2 separate regions of the Zea mays genome follow, and region 2 is linked to region 1. A link is a contact called in public Hi-C data. All regions are on one chromosome and are shown on one strand. The core of a region is the stretch at or near the end of the contact, and the rest is flanking DNA. Distances in the headings are between cores, read along the strand shown.

Region 1 (7,735 bases), core at 3,512-6,011:
TCGTTGGATTTTGTTGATTTACAAGATCAGCTGTACAACACTTAAACCTTTTTTCGACACTATTCTGTTTCTATTTTCTGCAGGATATAGAGTTCATGAAAAAGAAACTTGAGGACCTTGATAAGCCAATGAAGAGGAGGAATGATAAGCTGCTCAAAATTGAGCATGAATTATGTGAGAGGGTGCAACATCAATTACTTCAATTCTTCTGCATAACTATGGGTCTTTTAGCAGCCTTACTAAAATATGATTGAAAATGAAAATTCTTTATCGGCGGGTTTGTATAATGGCACAACAGAAGTGCACGGGCATATACCTAATTAATTAACATTTATTGAATCATTGTAAAATGGCACAACAGATTACTGAATTAGAAATGCAGGTTTGTATCGTATTCATTCCTTCGTTAATTGCTTCCTTATGTTCTCGCTACAGATTGATCCAGCACAATGCCGAGGAGACTGGAGACTAAACTTGGAGGTGCTACTGAAGGATGTGACTTTGAGTCAAAGGGTAAAAGTGATAATGAGATGTGTGTGTTGTATTTTCATTCCTCGGGACAATAATGTTATTTGTAGGTAGAAGTTATTGTACATCTGTTATGTGTTTTCTGCCTGATCGTCGTTTATGCTTGCCTCTTGAAGTAACAGGTAGCACATGGAGAGCTTGAATTGAATTCAAGCTTGGATATGATTGGAAAATATTTGTATTAGATCACCTAGAAGGGTGATTGATGCTTGTTATTGGCCAAGCAGGTAGGTATCACATTTGTCTTTCTTTTGCTGTTGTAGGTTTTTTAGTTGTAACTGTCTTTTGTGTTGCTTGTTTGAATCTGGGCTGGAAGAAAAAGGTGCAAAATTGAATATGAATTGGTCTTGGAAAATTCAAACACATTGATTTTAAATATTATGAGATCCTTATGTTTCTTGTTCTTTAGAACAACTGCATCCTATATGATTACTCATATGGGCTTTAGTTTCAAGTGGATTATGTAATTCTTTTGTTTCAGTTCATTGCTGCACATCTTGGCATGACTGCATTGTGGGCTACAATGTCTCTCTTCATGCTTTGGTGATGAACATTTGACGCTTAGTTTCATAATAGAAGTATTGTATTAAACATATAAGGTAGTGAGTGAACCAGCTCTTTAGTTGTCTACTTCTATGAGTGTAATGACCATCTCTGCTAATTCTTAGTTTGGTGGTTCAGTGGTACTATCTGATTTCATAGTGTAACTTTGATTTAACAGAGATATATATGTCTGCATGAGACCTATTTAACTGAGCCAGTACTAGACACATGTAATAGGAATCTACATGTGTTGTCACTCGACAATCGTAAATGATTAGTGAATTTAAAATAACTGACTCTACATATGCCATATGGGCTTTGTAGTAGTGAGATTCGATGTTCCCTGAAACAATATGCACTTTATGTAGCTTTTGAATGATGATTCCTTCCATTTGCAGACAATAGGTAGTCAGATGAAGATTGTAAAAAACAAGCATGCTTAACCCTTCAAGAATGCACAGTTTGAGCTTGAATTTGGAAAGGGGATATGCCACAGTTCAGAGTTTTTTGAACAGAATTTCTGGAGCAGTTGTTCCTATAAAATAATATTTTAGGTCTTGAAGCCACCACCGTTTGGATTGACATGATCTGTGGTATTCTGGTGATCTCATTATAGCAGACTTCATTTCTTATTGTGCTTATACAGTAGTGTAGCGGGAAGAGAATTCACATTGCATGAAATCATGTTGATAGCTAAGAGGTGGAAGTTGAAGTAAGCCGGGAAGGGTGAGGTATTGGGAACTGTGGCATTTAAAGTTCAGTAGGCAGCAGTAAACTGTAGTGGTGTGGTCGTGTACATAAGATGTGCACATTTTGAACTCAGGCATTCTTTATTGAGTGCTGCTAGAATTACATTGAGCTCCCTCCACTTCTGATACTTGCCTGGTTTTGCGTCAATTGGATCTGTTTGTCCGTCCTCAACACTGTTGTCTGTTTTTGCTAATTTGGGCATTATCTATGACAGAAGAAGAACGATTATGAATTATAGATTAAATTGAACATAATGTTGTTCTAAGAACAAAAACAGATTATTTCACTGAATATTTTCTCATCGCAAGATGTACTAAATAGTAGGTTCACTACAGTCTTACAGAAGCCAATAACCCACTTGATCTTGCTATAATGATGTTCTTAGAATACTTATAGATGTGTTGGCTGGAACATTAGCTCTGACAAGATAGAAGCTTGTTTGTTCTGTTATTTAGTCATGTCTGCCCCTCAAACTACTGAAACCTAAAATCTGAAACTGAAAATCTGAAAATATAAAACTAAAAATATGAAACTGAATATTGTATGTCATGTTTGTGTCATGTTTTCTTAGACTGCATTGAACTCCAACAGAGACTGAGAAACATGGAATTATAGCTAGAACTTGGATCTATGGCTGTGATATTCTTGCTTGCGGAAACTGGGAATTATAGAGAGACGGAAATACTTTTTAAATTAGAATCTAACTACAATTCGATTTAGTTCAAGTCAATATTCAGAGTTCTACTTTCTGGAATTATTCAGAGTTCAGTTATTCAAAGTTATTAATAGCTATACTTAGCCACCCATGATGTAGTCAAGAAAAAAATAACTGAACTCTTCTGCTTATAATTTCAACTATATTAATAGATATTGTTATCAGGTGTTTAAAAAGAATGTGGTCATCTTGTGTGACATTTGTGTTCTTAAATTGTTGCTCTGCTTATAACCTTTTTTACAATGTACTCATCAGTTCTATACTCGCAGCCAAAATCTATAGTGGGAACTCCTGCATACATTGCTCATGAGGTTCTTCTGAAGAAGGAATACAATGGAAAGGTTTTATGCGTAGTGTCGTTAATTATTCTACACTTGACATACTGTTTTTGTTTAGTGTGCATGTTATTATTCTCCACTTGAACAACATGTTTGTTTGTCAAAACATTTTATACACGCACGATTTGTAGTCATGCATAACAGGGAACTATGTTGGAAGGTTCGAATGCTAAATTAGTCACTAACTCTTTGTTACTGAACTAAGGTTGCTGATGTGTGGTCATGCGGAGTGATGCCATACGTGATGCTGGTAAGAAGCAAATAATACTTTCATTATCTTCTTGACACATGTTTGCTTTGAAGGAATTACTGATGTTACCTATACAGACGATCACCATCCCTGAGATAAGAAACCATCCATGGTTCTTGAAAAACCTCCTAGCTGACCAAATGGATGACAATACGATGAGTAAGCAGTACGAGGAGCCTGAACAACCGATGCAGAGCATGAATGAGTTCATGCAGATCCTGGTTGAGGCGACCATTCCAGCAGTTGGTTCACGTGGACTCAATCAGTTTCTGAATGATGACATTGACCTCGACGATGACATGGAGGACCTAGACTCAGATGCCGGTCTTGACCTGGAAAGCAGTGGGGAGATCGTGTATGCTATTTGACAACATTGAATACTTTGTTGTGTCGTAGGTTACCAAGATAATTAGAGACAAGGGGCAGGTTGTTGTGCTTGCAAGTATCTGTTGCAGCTGTTGTTCATGCCTGATGTTGATGCCTCTTTTCATACTGTTGTGTTTGGATGGTGTACCACCAGTGTTTTACAACAGTTTGGCCCTTGGAATTGCTATTGCTAAAACTTGGTTCCTCTGAGAAGACCTTTTGTTTTTGTATTCCCAGTCGAGGGACGGTGAAGTACTTATATTATTACAAAATTGTTTTTTAGTATAACACATATTTATACATAAGTTATCATGATATTATATGTTCCCGTTGCAACGCACGGGCACCCAACTAGTATTATATAAATAAGAAGGGGAAAAAGTACAAGCTTTGCCAGCGTACGCGCGTCCATCGAGACGTACAGTACCTACCGAGTATCAGGATCGCCGACGCGTGAGCCGGTGAGCGTGAGGTCAGAAGCGTGCCAAAACGGCCAACACTGAGGTGGAGGGTGATAGCACAGTACTGGTGGGTGCGGATGTTGGTGTGGACGTTGGATGATGGCCGCGCAGTTGGACGTGTGAGGAGAGATCTTCCTAGCACCTAGAATCTGCCGTGGTTCTTGGTTATGGTCAAACAGCTTGTGAATATGTCTGTCTGTACAAAACAAAGTTGTTTTTTGCATTGTAGACGGTACGGTTTGCAGAGTGAGATTTGAAAAATGAGAGATGTTGATGAGTAATATGTTAAAGATAACCTAAGAAAACATTATCATCGTATTATGTATGCATTAGGAATTAGAATGTTCCGCCTATGAATTATATTAGTGGATGCACTGTCATGATTAGAGGTGTTTGGTTTTTAGTGACTAATTTTTAGTCACTCTATTTTGTTCTATTTTAGTATCTAAATTGTCAAATACAAAAACTAAAATTTTAGTTTTCATATTTAGCAATTTAAAAACTAAATAGAATAAAATAAATTGACTAAATCGCTAGAAACGAAACAGCCCCTAGTTGTTGGCATAAAGCCTAATGGGCTAGACTCCCATCCACATTCGGTAATCGGTATCATGCGCGATCCAGCCCATAATATATTTTTTTTCTTTTTTGCTGAAAGGAAGCCCATGGTTAGTTACTAGCACGTCATCAGCCCCCGAGCTCTGTGGGCCGAACCTATCGAAACACGCAAGATGCCCAACCCTAGCTACGCCCTACGGCCGAAGTGTCCATAAAAACCGACGCGCCAACTCCTAGGCCCAACCAACTTGCCGACCGCAGGAATCCAGCCGACCCAGCACTTCCCCGGTTCCTCCCAGCAGAGTCTTCTTCTCTGCATCCGTTCCGTTCCCCGGCCTCTCGCACATCCACCGCCACCGAGCCGCGTGCGTCTTCCATGAAGGACCCGTTCGAGGCGGACGTCGAGGAGCAGGACTCGCCGCCGGAGTCGCCGGCGCCGCCCGAGGATGAACCCGGCGCCGCGGGCCCTGCGGAGGACCCCGAGGACTACGACGGCGGCCCGCCCCCGCGCCAGCCGTCTGCCCCGGCGTCTCACGCAGCCGGTGCCAAGGCCAAGGCCCGTGTCCATAGGGAGCAGCAGGAGGATGACGACGAGGACGAGGACCAGATTGAGGTCGACCTCGAGAAGCTTCCCAGCAGCACTGGCGACCCAGACAAGCTCGCTAAGATGAAGTTCGTGCTTGAATATGCCTTGTCTGTTCAATTTTTCGATAACGCAAGTCACACTGCCTTGTTATACGTACAAATTCGCTGGTTCTTCGTAATTTGAATAATTCTCTCAGTAGATATGCCGTATGCGCTCGGGGAGGACTGCAAGCCAGCGAACCCTAATGCTGATTTTGTCAACCACACGCCTTATTACTAGTAGTCTTTTGTTAATTTTCCGTAATACTAGTTGTGCTTTCTTACATAAATATAAACAAATAGGTCTATCACTGGATCAGCAAGTTGGTGAACCCTTACTCTGCTTTTGTTAAACTCAAACACGCAGAAACCAATTACACATAACAAAGCTAGCCGCTCTCAACTGAATCATGCTACAAGGTCAATATTAGTGTTAGCATCGTTTGCCCTTATCTTTTGTATGAGTATTTGATAGTAGACTTGTTTCCATTATCGTTTGCCCTTATCTTTTGTATGAGTGTTTGATAGTAGGCTTGTTTCCATTATTGTTGGTATTTAGAAAGTTATTTTCTGAATTACTACTATGTATTGGCGGTTGATGAGAAAAATACCACGGTTCGCACCTGTTTTTTATATTCCCTAGTACATAAAATGGAGATTATTCATTGTCGGTACCCTGAATCAGGGGTATCCCTTACTACAGTATGAAGACACGATACCCGTGCGGCTATCTCTAGCCGCGCGGTGAACAACACCCGACCCCAGCACGTGGGCAGTCCCAAGGACACCATGTGGACAGAAGAGGTGGTATACTCCAGGATACCATCAGTAGGTTCGGACCTCCTCAAGAAAGCGCCGGACCCCTGTACACATAGCTCGGACCTCCGGGTACGGTCCGGGACTCCCAAGTAAGCAAGCCGGATCCCTTGGATGAGGTCCGGACCCCTCTGAGTAAGGTCCAGACCACCCAAGGTCCCGGGACAGGGAATACCCTGGCCTAGGTCAAGGACAGGCGAGGGTCCGGAACTGACACGTGCCCAGGCTTTATCCAGTGCGCTTCCACTCCCCGCTCAGGCGAAGGCCCGATGCTACCACGTGGACTATCGCCCGTGACGTAAGCCAGGGGGCGGAGCCTGACGTAAGGCCTCTGGGCCGCGCTGCCTCTGCATTTATTGCGGAGAAGACGCGCCGCTTGTCTATCCCGCTGACAGACGATGTGCCCCCTCAGCATTTAATGTGTCCTGTCCACTCCGCTGGCAGGCGGCGTCCAAGCCATCCTACAGGCGGCGTGCCTGTCTAGTCCATTGTCAAACAGTATGCCCGTGTTGCGAGGTGCACTGTGTCCATCATCACTTGTACGTTGCCAGGGAAGCTTCCCCTGCACGCCAATACTACGCAGATCACGGATGTCAGGGCGCAAGAAGATTGCTCCAGCAACGAACATTAATTGCTACAAGTATTACATCCGTTATGTTCCTGGGCCCACATGTCGGGGCTCAGTACCCTTGTACGTGCCCCCCTTAGCTATAAAAGGGGAGGCATGCACCGTTACAACACAAGCTCACTTAAGCACACTTAGACGCTCACAAGTTCATACAAGCTCAATACATTACACAGTGGAGTAGGGTGTTACGCTCCGGCGGTCCGAACCACTCTAAATCCTTGTGTGTTCTTGTGTCCTCCCCATTTTCCAACTAACAAGCAAAACGCTTAGACCCCTCCTCATCTAAGGATTTAGGGCGGGTGCGTTCCACCACCCGGCCGGAGATTTCCTCTCCGACATTCATACTTTCTTGTATCGATTACTAAATTCTATGTCTATGTTCTAACTGTGTCCTTTGTCAGTGCTATACTGTCCCAATTTACACAACAGCAGATGAACCGTTATGAGTCATTCCGAAGATCTGGATTTCAGAAATCTAACATGAAAAGGGTATGGCTTCACTTATTAATCATAGAAATGTAGCAAAAATGCAAATACCCACTTACATTACAGCTCCATTCCTTACACCTAACACTTGTAGGTGTGAGTCCATAAGGAATTGAGATGCAAGTGGATATTTGAACTTTGAAATTCCCTGACTTGTAGCGGTGTCTTTTCTATTTTCCTATATCAAATGATCTAACCTCATGCATTATTTATATTTCTCCCAGTATTCCTCAATAATTGAATTTGTAAATGAATATATGAAACACATTAGTGCTAGCTGCTAAAGAACTAAGTCGTGTAAAAAATACTTTGCTCAAGATGCCTTATATGAAACACATTGAGATGGTCGTGTATGTTACATGTATTGATTTTTATTTTTCCTATAAAATTGCTTGGATAACTACTTGGTGGGTAGTTTTTAGCTTGTTTTCTTCATCATGTTGTACTCTGAAAGTTTCATGTCCATACCAATTAATAAATAGGATAGAGGGTGTATGATAACAAACTTGAATATTTTTGTCATGTATTTGGTATTGAGTAGCTCAACCAGTCTGCAACCAGATTTGTAGTGTTGATCCATATTGTGTTTACTTACAGCTGTTGGCAAGCATCACTGGAAGTCAGAAGATTTCTATCCCTACTTCAATTGTGGTATCGGGAATCGCCAAAATA
Region 2 (7,735 bases), core at 3,622-6,121, 180 kb after region 1:
CTCACCACTATACTACAACGACACTGTTGAACGTGGACTTTGTTGTATTTTGTTGGACGATGTCCGCAACCTATCCCAATGGACTGCTGCAGTGCGCTAGCTGGAGTCCATGTCCATCCTTGCTGCTGCAAACTGCAACATCAAAGCAGGAATGCGGCCTATAGGTCGCGCACTGCACGGCTAGCCTCCAGAGGTAGGGATGGCAATTTTACCCGCGGGTTCGGATATCCGTCGGATATCCGACCCGTCGGGTACATGTTCGGGCACGAAATTTGACCCGTGGGTCTTATCCGTACCCGACCCGATTTTATTATGGGTTGGGTACGGATTTGATTTCTTACCCGCGGGTACCCGATGGATATCCGAAAATAGTGATTTTAGATTTTCAACCTACCAGTACGCTAGCTAGCCATCCACCCTCGACAACTCATCCTACTGCCATCCCTCCCTGTCTGCTGCTGATGCTTCTGATCTGGTTCTAGTACTAGTGCTAGTACGTTTGATAAAGTGCCAGTACGTAGTACCAGTGCTATCTAGTACAAGTACTTGAGCTAAGAGAGTGTTAATACACCAGACGACTATGCTAGCTACTCTCCGATTTTGACGAGTTGGAAGTTTATTAACAAAAAAACATTAGCAACACATGTCCAGGGCTACAACTACATGACTGCACTGTGCAATAACATTATGTGCCTCCGATGATCATGGCGATGTGCGACGCTCAGAACTGCACTAGACTTGATTTAAGGAGAATGCACCAAGCTGCTATACCCGACGGATACCCGATATCCGCCCGATACCCGATGGGTACGGGCACGGGTACAAAATTTTACCCGTGGGTATAGTCATGGGCGGATATGGATAATCCCCGCGGGTATGGTCGCGGGCGGGTATTTACTCTACCCGATCCGAACCCGACCCATTGCCATCCCTATCCAGAGGTGCTGGACATGGACTGCTGGCTGGCATGCATATAGACATAGGCAAGAAGGTGGCCTGCTTCGGAAAGGCGCAACCACCACGCATTTAAAGTCGTTGGGCTGTACAAGTCAACGTCGCAAATATATATTTGGATGATGCATGATCAGCGTAGTGCCGCTGCCGCTGGGCAGGTGGCAGTCGTGCTTGCGTGCCCAGCCGGGAAACCAGAACATGCACGACTCAGTTTTCCTTTGACAGAACGCGCCTGAACTCAGGGATATCTCACGAAACCTGAACACGATTCAGCGTTTCTTCAGCCAGTCCACCGGCGGCATCTCGCAAGCAAGCCTCTCTTTTTTTCTTCTCAAGCCAGAACATGTATATATACGTCCAAGTAATAACCCCCCAACAACGCAGACCTCGAACCGTCGTCGGACAGTATGTCTATAGCTGCCTTTTTTTTTTGCATCTCATCTTCAGAAGGTGTGGATCAAGTAATTAACTTGGCGATCGAGCGTGGCATCCGACACCGACAGTACGTCTATAGCTGCCTTTTGCATCTTGTGCACAGTGGACGCAAAGCCTTCCACCAGCTTCCTGCTTGTAGTAGTGCAGGTCTGCTACTATCAACTCTGGTGTACAGAAGAGGGTTCCTGCAGGCGTATATATGTGCCTGAGATGGTCGACGACTGCTGAAGCTAAGGTGATCTTGACGCTCGGTTTGCATCGATCCTTTTTCTGCATCGTCGAGGTTAGAGATGATTCCCATCGGGGTTGTATTAGGCTCGTCCGTATGAACGACTGCGACAGGGTCTATATCACCGAGAAGACAATCCTAAGAATCTTAGGACGACAAGTTAAGGATAAGTGTAAAATTAAATTAAATTAAATTATACCACCAAGATCACTCTAGTACGAAGCTAGTACGTACTAGTGGTTTTGGCGGAGGAGATTGGCGCTACGTCAGGGATCACAGCTGAGAAGGCGACGTGTGGTCCAAGTGGCAGCTGACCAAATTTTCTGAAAGTAATTGCGGTTATTACACAATGCCTGATGAATTACCGTACCATGCATGCACCGAGGATTTATCTATCTACTGAATTCGCGTGCTCCGATAGTCCGATCCTCCGCTGCTGGTAATAACTGTTTTCCTTTGCTGTACGACGACCTCAGATATACGCCGGCGGCCTCTGTACGCAGTGACAGAACATTTTTTTTTCTATTTTAGCCATTTTTCTAAAAAAATCCGGACGACTTATTGTCGTTTTTATACCCTTTACTTGTCGTCATAGTTAGCTAGCTATTGATTGAATGTGTATGTTTATGTCATCTATCGTGCAGTTTTCTATATTGGTTAGTGTGCATGATAACCATTGTGTTGTTGTTTCTTTGCAATTTTTAGAAACCTTACCATATAGGGGAGGTGTTGCCAAATTTTTTACTGAGTACTATATTTTTTTTGTAGATTGGAGTCTGTCCGACTCGACGTTCACCACCGGTAGCTTGACTCATCCGCGATCTCAGGTATACTTTGTCTTCGTACATTATTCATAGATTATGTAATTCTTTTTGATATGGTCATTTAATAGTTAATATATAGTTATTAGTTAGTAAGTAGTTATTACTTAGTAAGTATTTAGGTATTAGTAGATTAGTAGATGGGGATAGTAATTAGCTAGGCATTAGTTGATAGTGTTAGTCAGGTACCATCTTTAATGGTTATTGAGTTATGAATTCGTGCTTACAATATATGGACACCCTAGTGACACTATACCATAGAGGAAGCGTAGAGGAAGATGTTTATGAAAAATGTTAGTTTTGATGGAATGAAGAAGGTGACGGTTATGTTTGATGAAAGGCCCTCTTTTAGCCCGATTATCTCTAGGGCTTGTGAGGTGATTTGTTGCAATTTAAATGACCCTAGCATATCAATTGAGGGTTTATTGTCCCATGTTGCATCAGGAAAAATATTCCAAGGGTTGATCCCCATTGGCTCTGAAGATGACTGGGTGAAATATGTCAAAATTGTGATGACGGTTCTTCCTCTATGTTTGGATCTGGTCGTGTGAAAGTTAACCATTAATCATTTTGAAGCTCCAGTCGAGTTATCTCCACAATTGCCCAATGCATCTCCTTGTCCGACCGTCCGGAAGAAGTGGTTGCTGTGGCGAATGCTCAATAGGCTCCGACTGAGGTTGGAATTTCTTGTCCAGTCTGTGGTGATTGTGGGGCCTCCAATTCTGTGGTAGCCCCCAGGAGATCCCTTTGACCCAGGATCATCCTAGTAAGTGTCTTTGTCACGCTAATCCTACGCACCGTTAATTCCTTTGACGAGACTTTAATGTAGTATTTGCTCCTTCGGCGCAATGCAGGAGGTCCACAGCTAGACAATGTTGCTTATCTTCATATGCCACTATCATCCAACATGGACCACACATGCAGGGCGTCAAATAGTGTTGATGTTCAGATAGAGGATGGGGAGGAGCCATATGAGGCTGCACGAGCCTTAGATTCTGATGACGATCGTCCAGTTCAAGAATTGATCGAGCAAGAAATAGAATTCATCATACGTTTGTGTCCTGAACATGACCCCACAGTACATGAATTTAGCAGTCTCAGACATTCCCATGGTGCATATGCAGAAGGACGAGATGATGAGCTGCTAGAGGCTCCTGATAACAGTGATAGCATTGTGATTAAGAAGGGCTTGATCTTTAAGGACTTGCCTACACTTAGAAGGTGGCTACAGGAATATTCTGTGAAGTGTAAGATATCATTCAAGGTAAGACATTCGTATGCACATCGACGTTACACAGTTCTGTGCGAGGTGTCGGATTGTAATTGGAGGGTATGTGCCCGCAAGCAGAAGGCAACTGGAAAATTATAGGTGCACACACTTGTGCCCAGATGGAGCTGAACTCTAAGCACCGACAGTTCACATCTACCCTCATTGCGAAAAGGCTTTTGGTGAAATTGAAGGGTCAACCAAATTTGAAGGTGAAGTCAATTATGACCATGACTTGGGAGTTGTTCGGTTACAGGATAAAGTATGGGAAAGCATGGAGGGCAAAGAAATGGGCATGGAAGATGATATATGGGGATTGGGAGGAGGGTTACAAGAAGTTCTCAGTGTTGTTCAATGCAATGAAAGCAAAAAAACCCAGACATGCATTATGAGTACATCCCTAAACCCAACGAATGGAGGAATGTCAGAGTGATATTCTTCTGCGCTTTTTGGTGTTAAGAGTACAACAACACACGACCCGTCAAAAGGAGCCATATCGGCATGCCGCACGCAGGCACGCTCCAAGACTGACCCAAGAGGGACCCACCGCGCACTACAGTATATGGCATTAGTTGAAGAACTCTCTTTCATGTAAGGACCGTCTCTTATAGTATAAAAGAGAGTCCCTCTCCCCTTTACACAGACAAGCACACCTGCTGTAACACGCCTTGAAGCAATACTATGATCAGCACTCACTGGACTAGGATGAAAGTCTAAACCAGTATAACACCAGTGTTTTAGTTCCTTGCTCGGATCCCCGTGATCCACCATTCAGAGTGAGTTCGCGCTTGCATCTCCCGTCGAACCCAAATATATTGTCCCCTAGTTTCCAAAACCATGACACGACTGATTTATATGACTTCCTAGTTCGGCGTCAAGATCTGTGGCGCCGACCTAGAGGTCACGTCGGCGCCGCGTCAGCCCTCGCTTGCCAGCGAGGCAGGTATCTTGGCGCCACAGCATGTAATGTCGAAATGTGTTAACTCGGCGCTACAACATGTGACGCCGAGCAAAGAGTCCAAAAAAGGAATTAAATCACCGTGAGAATTTTTGAAAAAATGGCTAAAATTTAAAAAAATCGGGACAGAACACGCCCACTATGTACGTAGCAGCTGTCCAGCGGGCTGGCCTGGCCCAGCATTGATGGTGGAGCTGATACCACGGCGTCGTGTCGCGCGAGCATCGATCGCAGATCCGCCAAACAAGCGCTCGTTTTTGGAAGGGAGGGCGTGAAGCGCGCGTATCCATCTGCTGCACATGCACATGCTGTCGCGCACTACGCGCGTATTGGCGTGGCTAGGTGGGACAGAGCACCAACAAGCTCTACGCGAGTACACCATACCTAGAGCCAGTGTGTGAATAAGTATGGACTGTTTAGCCTAGCTCTCAAAAAATTTGGTAGATTTGTTAGAGCAGGTTATTAGATGCTCTAGAAAATCGTAGAGCTAAAATTGTAAGCATGTAAAAATACATTTAGATAAATCATTTTATTTATCATTTAGGTTAAAAATACTTTTAGAACTAATTAAATTGATATTATAATCTACAGCTCCACATTAGAGCTGAAACCTAGAGCCATCACAAACATCCCCTGTATATGCCAATCCCGTGACATTTCTTCAGAGAGTCATATACTACGTAATACAGTGATCATATGACGGGTAACTGTGGTCGCTTGATAGTTTTGCGCGATAGAGCTTGTGTCTAAATCCTCGCGTGTTCATGTGCTCGGTGATCGCTTAGCAAGACAGGCAAAACGATTAAGCCCCTTCCTTATCTTAGGATTTAGGGCGGATGTATTCCGCCACCCGGCCAGAAAATTCTCTCTCCAAGTGTCATATATATATGCATAGAAGCATCTACGACGATCCAGTTCCGATCCTTTTACGCTGCTCAGCCATTGATCGGTTGAGGTACGTACTGCTGTTCATGTTCGAACTGCAGCAACCATGTTCGTTACTGTTATACATATACATATATGCTTATATATATATGCTAATAGCACCACATGCATGCAATGGTCGATGCGCAAGTATATTGTTAGGTGCTTTAAGCAGCCTTAAAACTGTACGGTCGTATAAGTATATGTACTTTTAGGACCAGTTTGACAACCATATTTTTCTAAGAGATTTATAATTTATTTTTTACTTGGAAATATAATAATCCCTTGAGAAAACGGACTTGCCAAACTAGACCTTAATAGCTAGGGCACTGTTCACTCAAGTCACATGCACGCCGAGCGTCTGGTGGAGTGCAAATGTGCAATGCAAGTGTGCTGTACTATGCATGCTCCCTTCCTGCACCTCTTCTCAGCTTGCTTCCATCCATGGCCCCAGCACAGCAGGCCGGCATAGCTGATCGGGCGAGCCGAGGGGCATGCAGCAGGCGAAGGGCTGAGGTCGCAGGCAGCAGCACAGGGTAGACCGGTAGGGCAGCGCGTGTGGTGCCAATGCCCAACGCCAGTCGAAGAAAGCAAAGGCATAAAGGCGGCCTCCACGGCCCATGCATAAATGAGGCACCAACACAACAGTGGCGTTGCATGCATTCGACCCTGCACAGCCGCTGAATATTCCCTGCCGCGGGGCATGCATTAACGGCCACAGTTTTGAATGGACAAAGCACGCATCCGATTCTGCAGGGGCGCATTTGCATTGTAGTAAAGACCACAGAGACACAGCGCGTCCATCGATACTTGATCGTCGTCCACGCACGGCCAGCCGGCTAGGCAAAGCACTGCATGCATGCATGCATGCGTCTAGTGCACCGGAGACCATGCATATCCAGCTGCAGGGCTCCAGCAAGCGTGTCCAATGGGGCTACACAAGGACATATAGAGTCATATATAAGAGAGAGAGAGAGAGAGAGAGAGAGAGAGAGAGAGAGAGAGAGAGAGAGAGAGAGAGAGAGAGAGAGAGAGAGAGAGAGAGAGAGTAAAACATGCATGCTTGTGATGTCAAACAGTGGTACACGCTGCATGCATGCCTTGGCTCTTCAATGCCCTTGACCATCTAGAAAGCAGCAGGAGGAGCTTCCATATCATGGATGCATGCATGTGTGTGTTTGTTGGAGGCCAGAGCCAGATCCCTCTTCGTCTCTTTTTAGGCTGCGTGAAGCTTCTGGGGCTATACGGTCTATATCCATCCTCGTTAGTACTAACCTTTACGGCTCTGGCAGTATTTATCTACCACAGCGTTTTAGTGCATACTAACCTTTACCGTCAGTTAATGGCCACCTTTTCGCGACATAAACTTTTTCTTTTATAGTCTTCTAGTCGACATGAAGTACTATGTTTTACTGATATTCAAATACATCCGATTATACGCTTATTAGCGAATGGAAATGACAACAATTAAAAATTACATAACTCAAGCATAATAATAAAAAAACCACATAATCTATAAATAAAATCACATAACTTTTAAGCATAAAAATAAATAATAAATAATTTATAAACAAAATATAATTTGTAAGAGTAGATTCTATGATTTATTTTGATTATTTCCAAATTTTTTTTGAACTACAAATGGTTTAAACTATCTAACTGGCTTGACACATGCATGCACAAATAAAAAAACGTCATACCACTAAATTTGGTGGTTACCAATTGATTTGTCCGATATCGTGTTGGTATCGACCGGTTTGGCTGCAACGTGGTCGAAACCGACCGATTTAAACGGTCGGTGCTGGGGGCCTCTATCGCCGAAGATCCTCAAAACCCATTTAACATTAAATACATTTCAGATACTACACAAAATAGAAGCTCCTTCGGAGAAGCTTAAAAACTAGAAAGGAGAAGCTCTTTCGGAGTAGCTTAAAAACTAGAAAAGAGAAGCTCCTTTGGAGAAGCTTAAAAACTAGAAAGGAGAAGCTCTTTCGGAGAAGCTTAAAAACTAGAAAACAGAAGCTCCTTTGGAGAAGCTTAAAAACTAGAAAGGAGAAGCTTCATAGCACTAGCCACGAAGGTATGTGTCGAAGGAAGCTTTGGCCAAGACATAATGAAGATCAAAGCAGAGAAGAAGATGAGAAATC

The links. Hi-C and Micro-C count contacts between places; a contact is called where the count stands out from the background.
Region 2: a Hi-C map of tassel shows a contact between it and region 1, with 1.8 times the contacts expected there. The contact joins the enhancer-like site here to the promoter of LOC100285251 in region 1. A contact is called at or near these places in 2 of 25 Hi-C or Micro-C datasets (ear and tassel).

The regions. Positions count from the first base shown.
Region 1 is chr8:155,023,138-155,030,872 of Zm-B73-REFERENCE-NAM-5.0, forward strand. LOC100285251 (transcription initiation factor TFIID subunit 11) reads left to right here and starts at 4,762. Exons shown (of 4, transcript NM_001301600.2): 1 at 4,762-5,181; 2 at 6,979-7,066; 3 at 7,661-7,735. The coding sequence starts at 4,886. It overlaps LOC103636181 (phospholipase D alpha 1-like), which reads left to right. Exons shown (of 11, transcript XR_002264556.1): 7 at 1-174; 8 at 436-513; 9 at 651-755; 10 at 1,470-3,124; 11 at 3,202-3,720.
Region 2 is chr8:155,200,165-155,207,899 of Zm-B73-REFERENCE-NAM-5.0, forward strand. It overlaps TRNAD-GUC (transfer RNA aspartic acid (anticodon GUC)), which reads right to left and starts at 22; the gene lies at 1-22. Within about 2 kb of position 4,872, at least 12 of the 20 cell types and tissues checked have an H3K27ac peak or open chromatin away from gene starts, as enhancers often do. A contact at or near this core is called in ear and tassel, where this site is marked.